2 separate regions of the Mus musculus genome follow, and region 1 is linked to region 2. A link is a contact called in public promoter capture Hi-C data. All regions are on one chromosome and are shown on one strand. Each heading gives the region's core, a stretch centred on a gene start, on an enhancer-like site or on the middle of the called end of the contact. The rest is flanking DNA. Distances are from core to core; before and after follow the strand shown.

Region 1 (2,700 bases), core at 143-2,642, 170 kb after region 2:
AGTTCCATCCTGTTGTCAAGCGAGGCCAGTCCTTTGAGGCTGAGTAGGAGATACTCAGTTGGTTAGATTGCAGAACTGGCTGCAACTGAGGATTTAAAAAGTACATGAAGGGTACTGGCAGCCAATACATTCCAGTCCTGTGAGGTTTCAAGGAAGACATGCCAAACCAGTTGACGAGGTATCTGCTTTTAGAATGGGTTTAAGAGATCTCAGTTTTATTTCTGGTCTCAGGCTTTGGAACTCACCTGTGGGAAGGTGAGTCAGTGGATGATCAGAGGCTGTTCCTGGAGGAGCATCAAGGGCCTGGGAGGACATTATTGTCTCAACTTATCTTACCCACAGGCCATCAAGAATTCACAAATGGTACAGGTTATTCCTCTACTCTCAGCAGCCCTATCAAGATTCGTTGGCCTTTTAAGGCTGCTGCTCTTGTGTTATCATGTGAACAAGAGATGGGGCAGCAGCAATGAAGTCACAAGCTGGCCTTCCCCCTCTAGGGACTGAGAAGTCATGAGTTTGTGTTTCTCTTTGATCCATAAACATGGGAAGCCATGGTAATGCTTACTGGTCCAGATTACTAGATAAACTCTTTTTCATCTGCATCTTCCCTCCTTTATGTTTCATGTAATCAACATCTTTGAGTGAAGGATGCAGCAGTCAGTGAAGGTGGATGCTCAGGGCGTCCTTCACAGAGAATGATGGAACTGCCTTTTAAATCAGACTAGTGCATAGTGACAAAACGCCCTTCCTTCATTCCCCTCTGGAATCGGTGCCTAGCTAGACTACAGTCCCTTAGCCCCTATCCACAGTATGATGCCATGCCTCTCTAGCAGCCTCAGATGATGGAATAATTGGCTTCCACAGTGTCTCTCTTGCCCAAGGCCATGTTGATGGAAAAAAAAAAAAGGCAAACAATTTTTCCTTCTCCCTGGCCCTCTTCTCTGCCTCTGTTCGCTGTTCCTTTGCTTGTTGTTTCCAGGTTGGGCACTTTATGTTTCTTCTGCTTCTCAGCAGCTTAGTGGTGGGAGGAATGTCTGTTACAAAATTTACTTGACAAAGAGAGCTATGGCAGAGAGTTCACAGGCCCGCTCATATCTCATTCTCTTGATGGATTTTTAGCTCCTGCATTTGAAAAGCAATAAATACCTGACTGTGAATAAGAGGCTCCCAGCCTTGCTAGAGAAGAACGCCATGAGGGTGACGTTGGACGAGGCTGGAAATGAAGGGTCCTGGTTTTACATTCAACCATTCTACAAGCTTCGCTCCATCGGAGACAGTGTAAGTAGAGCTGACCCTGGAAAGCCCTCCACAAGCTTCCAGCCACAACTGTGCCTGAGGCTTGACTAGGAAAGGTTTAGAATTGAAGCCCCAGGCATATGAGGAGATCAGATCGCCATGGAAACTAGTGTTTGGGAAACAAGGAAATGAAGAGTGAAGTGTGACCTAAATACAGTCGCTATGTTTTTCCTACTGGGCCTCTGAAAAAAAATCCTATTACCTCCGTAATTTTACCATGAAAACATCCATCCCGAATTAATATCCTGGTTAAGGATCCCTTGCCATTCCACTTCCATGAGTGCAGCAGCAGTGTTCAGCTATTTTGGAAATACTGAAGGATGGAAAGTGGAAAAGAAACAGCCTTAGTAGGGAATGGGATTGTTTGTTCACCCCATGCTTCCTGTGTCAGTGGGTGCAGGCAGTGTCTCCATCGCCTCCGCAAATGCAGAAAGCCCCTGGCCTGGGATTCTAGACAATACAGAGCCACCGGAATCCCTTTATCAAGGGAACTGAGAACACTTCTGATATTTGTAAGTTAAATTAGTCAGTCATTACGTGGGCACACACTTAACAGTGAATATGTTTAAATGCTATCAGCTATGTACTTGACCTTGTTAAGGTTCTAAAATAGATGCTTTTAAAAAAACAAGCTAAAAGGAAATTGGCACCTTGAGAAGCATGAAGTATTCTGGAAATACTTACCTACCCTTTACTTAAAACTAGATACTGACTGACTGACTGACTGACTGACTATTTATTTATTTATGTATGTATGTATGTATGTATGTATGTATGTATGTATGTATGTAATGCCATGCTATAGAAAATTTCGTCATATATTTTTCCGAAATGTATCATTTTCAAAATATGCAGGTTTTTACCTCATAGGAAGACAAGCATCTCTTCTACTTCCTTTCCTTCTACTTCCTCCGTTAAAAGCAAATGTGGGGCTGAGGAGATAGCTTGCTGTGCAAGCCTCAGGACCTGAGTTCAAATCCCCAGTGGCCACATAAAAACCAGGCTTGCCTATGTCTGCCTTTAAGCCGAGCACTGGGAGAGCAGACTAGGCAAATAACCCTGCGGACTCACTCGTCAGGTAGTCTCACCTCACCGAGCAGGAGACTTTAGGTGTGCTCAGAGAACCTGTCTCAGGACATAAGGTGGAGATGATATAGGTTCTTCTAGATCCTTCTCTAGCCTCCACATGCACATCCACAAACATACTCACATACAACATACACATACATCGTACAACACACACAACTTTCCAATGTACCTGGTTCCAAGTTTTGTGTTCAATAAATCGTTGCTTTTCTGTCATTTAGTATCTTAATCTATGACCTACATGAGAGTATAATACTAATAATTATCTTTTAAAAAATAGTTTTTCTTACCTGTAGGGATTGGCCCAGTCATACTTTT
Region 2 (2,874 bases), core at 243-2,742:
TTTCCAGCACTAATGTTTGACTCATGAAGCTTCAGTTGCCTCACCTATGACCCAGAAGACGATGGACTGCACAGGATTCTCTGGGTACACAGTAGAAGTATATATTTACAAAGGCTTTCTTTGAAAAGTGCCCGATAACCTTCACCCCCAAAATAGCCTCTCAATAGTGTAGCTACCAATAAATAAATAAACAAACAAACATCACTCAAGAGATATTACAGAATGTCTAAAATAGGTTAGGCACTGGGATGGGAGGAGGGGGGCAAATCCATAGAGAATAAATCAGATCTAAAACTCTTTCCATCATCAAGTAGGTAACAGAAAAACAACACTGCACTGCAGTAAGCAAAATAGACAAGTGGCCACTGGGCAACTGCCCTCCAAAAAATGCTGTGGGGATTTATAGACAAGCATCTTTAGTTGTCGCACTGCTACCTACCACTGAGTCAATCTATGGAAATATTGAAAGGGAGGGAAGACCCACAGGAGATGTTACCCCTCACCAACTCCTGAACTTAAGTGCCAATTAACATAGAGGAAAGAAAAGAGACCTGGGAAACAAGGATAGACTGGATAGGAGTACAAAAGAAAAGTGTTATTCAGAGGGCCTGGGGTGAATTCCCTAAAGCTAGCAAGTAGAATGAAGGTCCATTTCTATATTCACTGTTTTCATCCGTACATACTAACATCTAACACACCTATGCACTACACAAAGACATAAATAAAAGCAATAAAGTACACTCGGCTCCATACTTCTTTGCAGTCGGAGTGCTAAGCACTACAGAATAAATACAAGTCTGCGAGCACAGTGAGTTTAAGGCAGTGTTGGAGACTCAGGCTCCACAGGTACTAAAACTAGAACTTAAACCCGAATCCATCAGACTTTTCCTGGAGCTCTGCAGCAGGAGGGCGGAGTGGAGGAAGGGGGAAGTGGGCAAGAAGAGGTAAGAAAGAATGGACAGCACTCTTCAAGCTAAGCTCTCTTAAGTTTTAGTGATAAACACAGCCACAAACCCCTGCCCATCTCCCAGTGGGGGGGGGGGGGGCAGGGGGGAGGACATCTGTCAAATGAGATCTGTAGCTGAGAGACTTGGGATGTGGTTCGACCCTTTCCAGGAGTTCCGAATCCCCCCTCTTCTGGCCCAGCGAGGCCTCATGCCGTAGCCAACGACACCCACACGCCCCAGGAATGGAAGGCGCACCTTGGTGAGCGCGAGCGGTCGCGGGCCTGAGGTCAGGCCCGGGGCGTTCGCCTCCCGGGAGTAGCGCTGCGCCGCCGCCGAGCTGCCATGGGCCCCGGCCCTCTGGGGCGTTCCGCAGCCGCACGAGCCCGCAAGGGACGCCGCACCTTCCCTGGCCTCGGCCTCATCGCTTCCCGCCACCTCGCACGCCAACACCAGCAGCAAGAAGACTCGCGCCAGTCTGATGCAGCAGCGGAGAGCCGGCTCTCGCGCGGGCGCAGCCATGTTGTTCCCGGAGTCATGTGACCCATGGAGATCACGTGACCTGTGGTGCTTAAAGCAGCGGCTTTGGCTGACATAGGTAATAAATAATAGCCTGAGACTGCTTCCAGGTAGTTAGCCAGAGTTTGCCTGCTAATGTTAAAAGCATGCAAACCACAACAAAGCTCTATGATATTCAAGGCCTTCCGCAGACAATGTGCCCCTCTCTAGTTTCGTGGTTGAAAGCTAGTTGAATTTATTCAGCATTTGCTGAGCACCACTACCTTACTACATAAACACTCATTTTTTTTTTTAAGTACTTAGTTCTCGTGATGCTGCTACATTGTGTTGACAGGACAATTAAGTGGTCTGCTCAAATCACGTATCAAACATGTCAAAACCAAAATCTAACTCCAAGGTATCTAACCAGAAACCCTGAATTTTGAGCTCTATAAGCAATTCAGAAATTGGACTTAGGAAAGTGAGCATAGTGAAAAAGACCAGTGAGTAGAGTTAGGTAAATCTAGACTATGAGATTGTATAAAATAACACTTCGCAAAGTTTGGACTGATAGGTTATTTCTCCACTGGTAAAATAGACCAATAAATGCCAAATTAGAATATATTGAAGATAGGTTTATTGGGAAGCTGCTCTTGAGTGAGTTCACTGGCCCCCAAGGACCAAGGCCAGAAACATCACCAAGGTGGGGGGTGGGGAGAAAGAGAGAAAGGGCACACAGGGCAGAGAGAGAAAGTGAAAGAAAATTAAAATTCAAGGTCCATGACTCATGCGGCTTGCTAGTTAGGAGGGCTTTTTGGGCCTAAGACAAAGAACAAAGGCTGTAAAGTCATCCCAGGAACCAACTAGCCATAAAGATAGGGAAGACATACAAGAATGTCCGGACTGGCCTGGCGCCTCCCTATCTCCAACCCCCACCTATGTTCTTTCAAGAGGAGGAAGAGGAGGAGGAGGAGGTGAAAGGGGAGAGGAAGGGGAGAGAGGGAGAGAGAGAGGGGTAGAGAGAGAGAGAGAGGAACAAATGTCTGGATTATATAGGGAAGAGCAGGCAGCCAGGGGCCTACTTGGGGACAGGGTATGCCCAGTAGGAACCTAAGTATGCTGGATTAACCTGGAGGCCAGGTCTGCTTTGATTGTAAAATATGCACCTCAGTCCCTTGTCCCGGGTCCAAAGCCAAACCTGGACCATAGCAACAGTAAGAGCATCACCTGGTAACTTACTGGAAAGACAACACTTGCTAAGAGAGATGGTTTTAGCCATGGAAGAGGAGTGACTGCTCTTCCAGAGGACCAGAGTTCAATTCCTACCATCCACCAGGCAGCTCACAACTGTAATTCCAAGACCTAACACCTTCACATTGATATACATGCAGGCAAAACACCAGTGCACATAAAATAAAAATAAATAAATAAT

What was found. Promoter capture Hi-C pulls out the DNA fragments that hold promoters and counts their contacts.
Region 1: a contact with region 2 is called in a promoter capture Hi-C map of hippocampal neurons, with 3 times the contacts expected there. The contact joins the enhancer-like site here to the promoter of Sumf1 in region 2. A contact is called at or near these places in 9 of 39 promoter capture datasets (3T3-L1-derived adipocytes, the C10 cell line, cranial neural crest and 4 more), 3 of 484 Hi-C or Micro-C datasets (bone marrow-derived macrophages, embryonic fibroblasts and nephron progenitors), 9 of 115 datasets of contacts at active chromatin or transcription factors (the NIH/3T3 cell line, bone marrow-derived macrophages, craniofacial prominence and 3 more) and 4 of 9 other capture datasets (adipose tissue, embryonic stem cells, liver and 1 more).

The regions. Positions count from the first base shown.
Region 1 is chr6:108,350,874-108,353,573 of GRCm38.p6, forward strand. Itpr1 (inositol 1,4,5-trisphosphate receptor 1) reads left to right here. Exons shown (of 62, transcript NM_010585.5): 7 at 1,120-1,278. Among named protein-coding and RNA genes, the nearest start is that of Gm35165, 120 kb to the right of the region's middle. Within about 2 kb of position 1,393, at least 19 of the 459 cell types and tissues checked have an H3K27ac peak or open chromatin away from gene starts, as enhancers often do. A contact at or near this core is called in hippocampal neurons, where this site is marked.
Region 2 is chr6:108,184,091-108,186,964 of GRCm38.p6, forward strand. Sumf1 (sulfatase modifying factor 1) reads right to left here and starts at 1,493. Exons shown (of 9, transcript NM_145937.3): 1 at 1,203-1,493. The coding sequence starts at 1,466.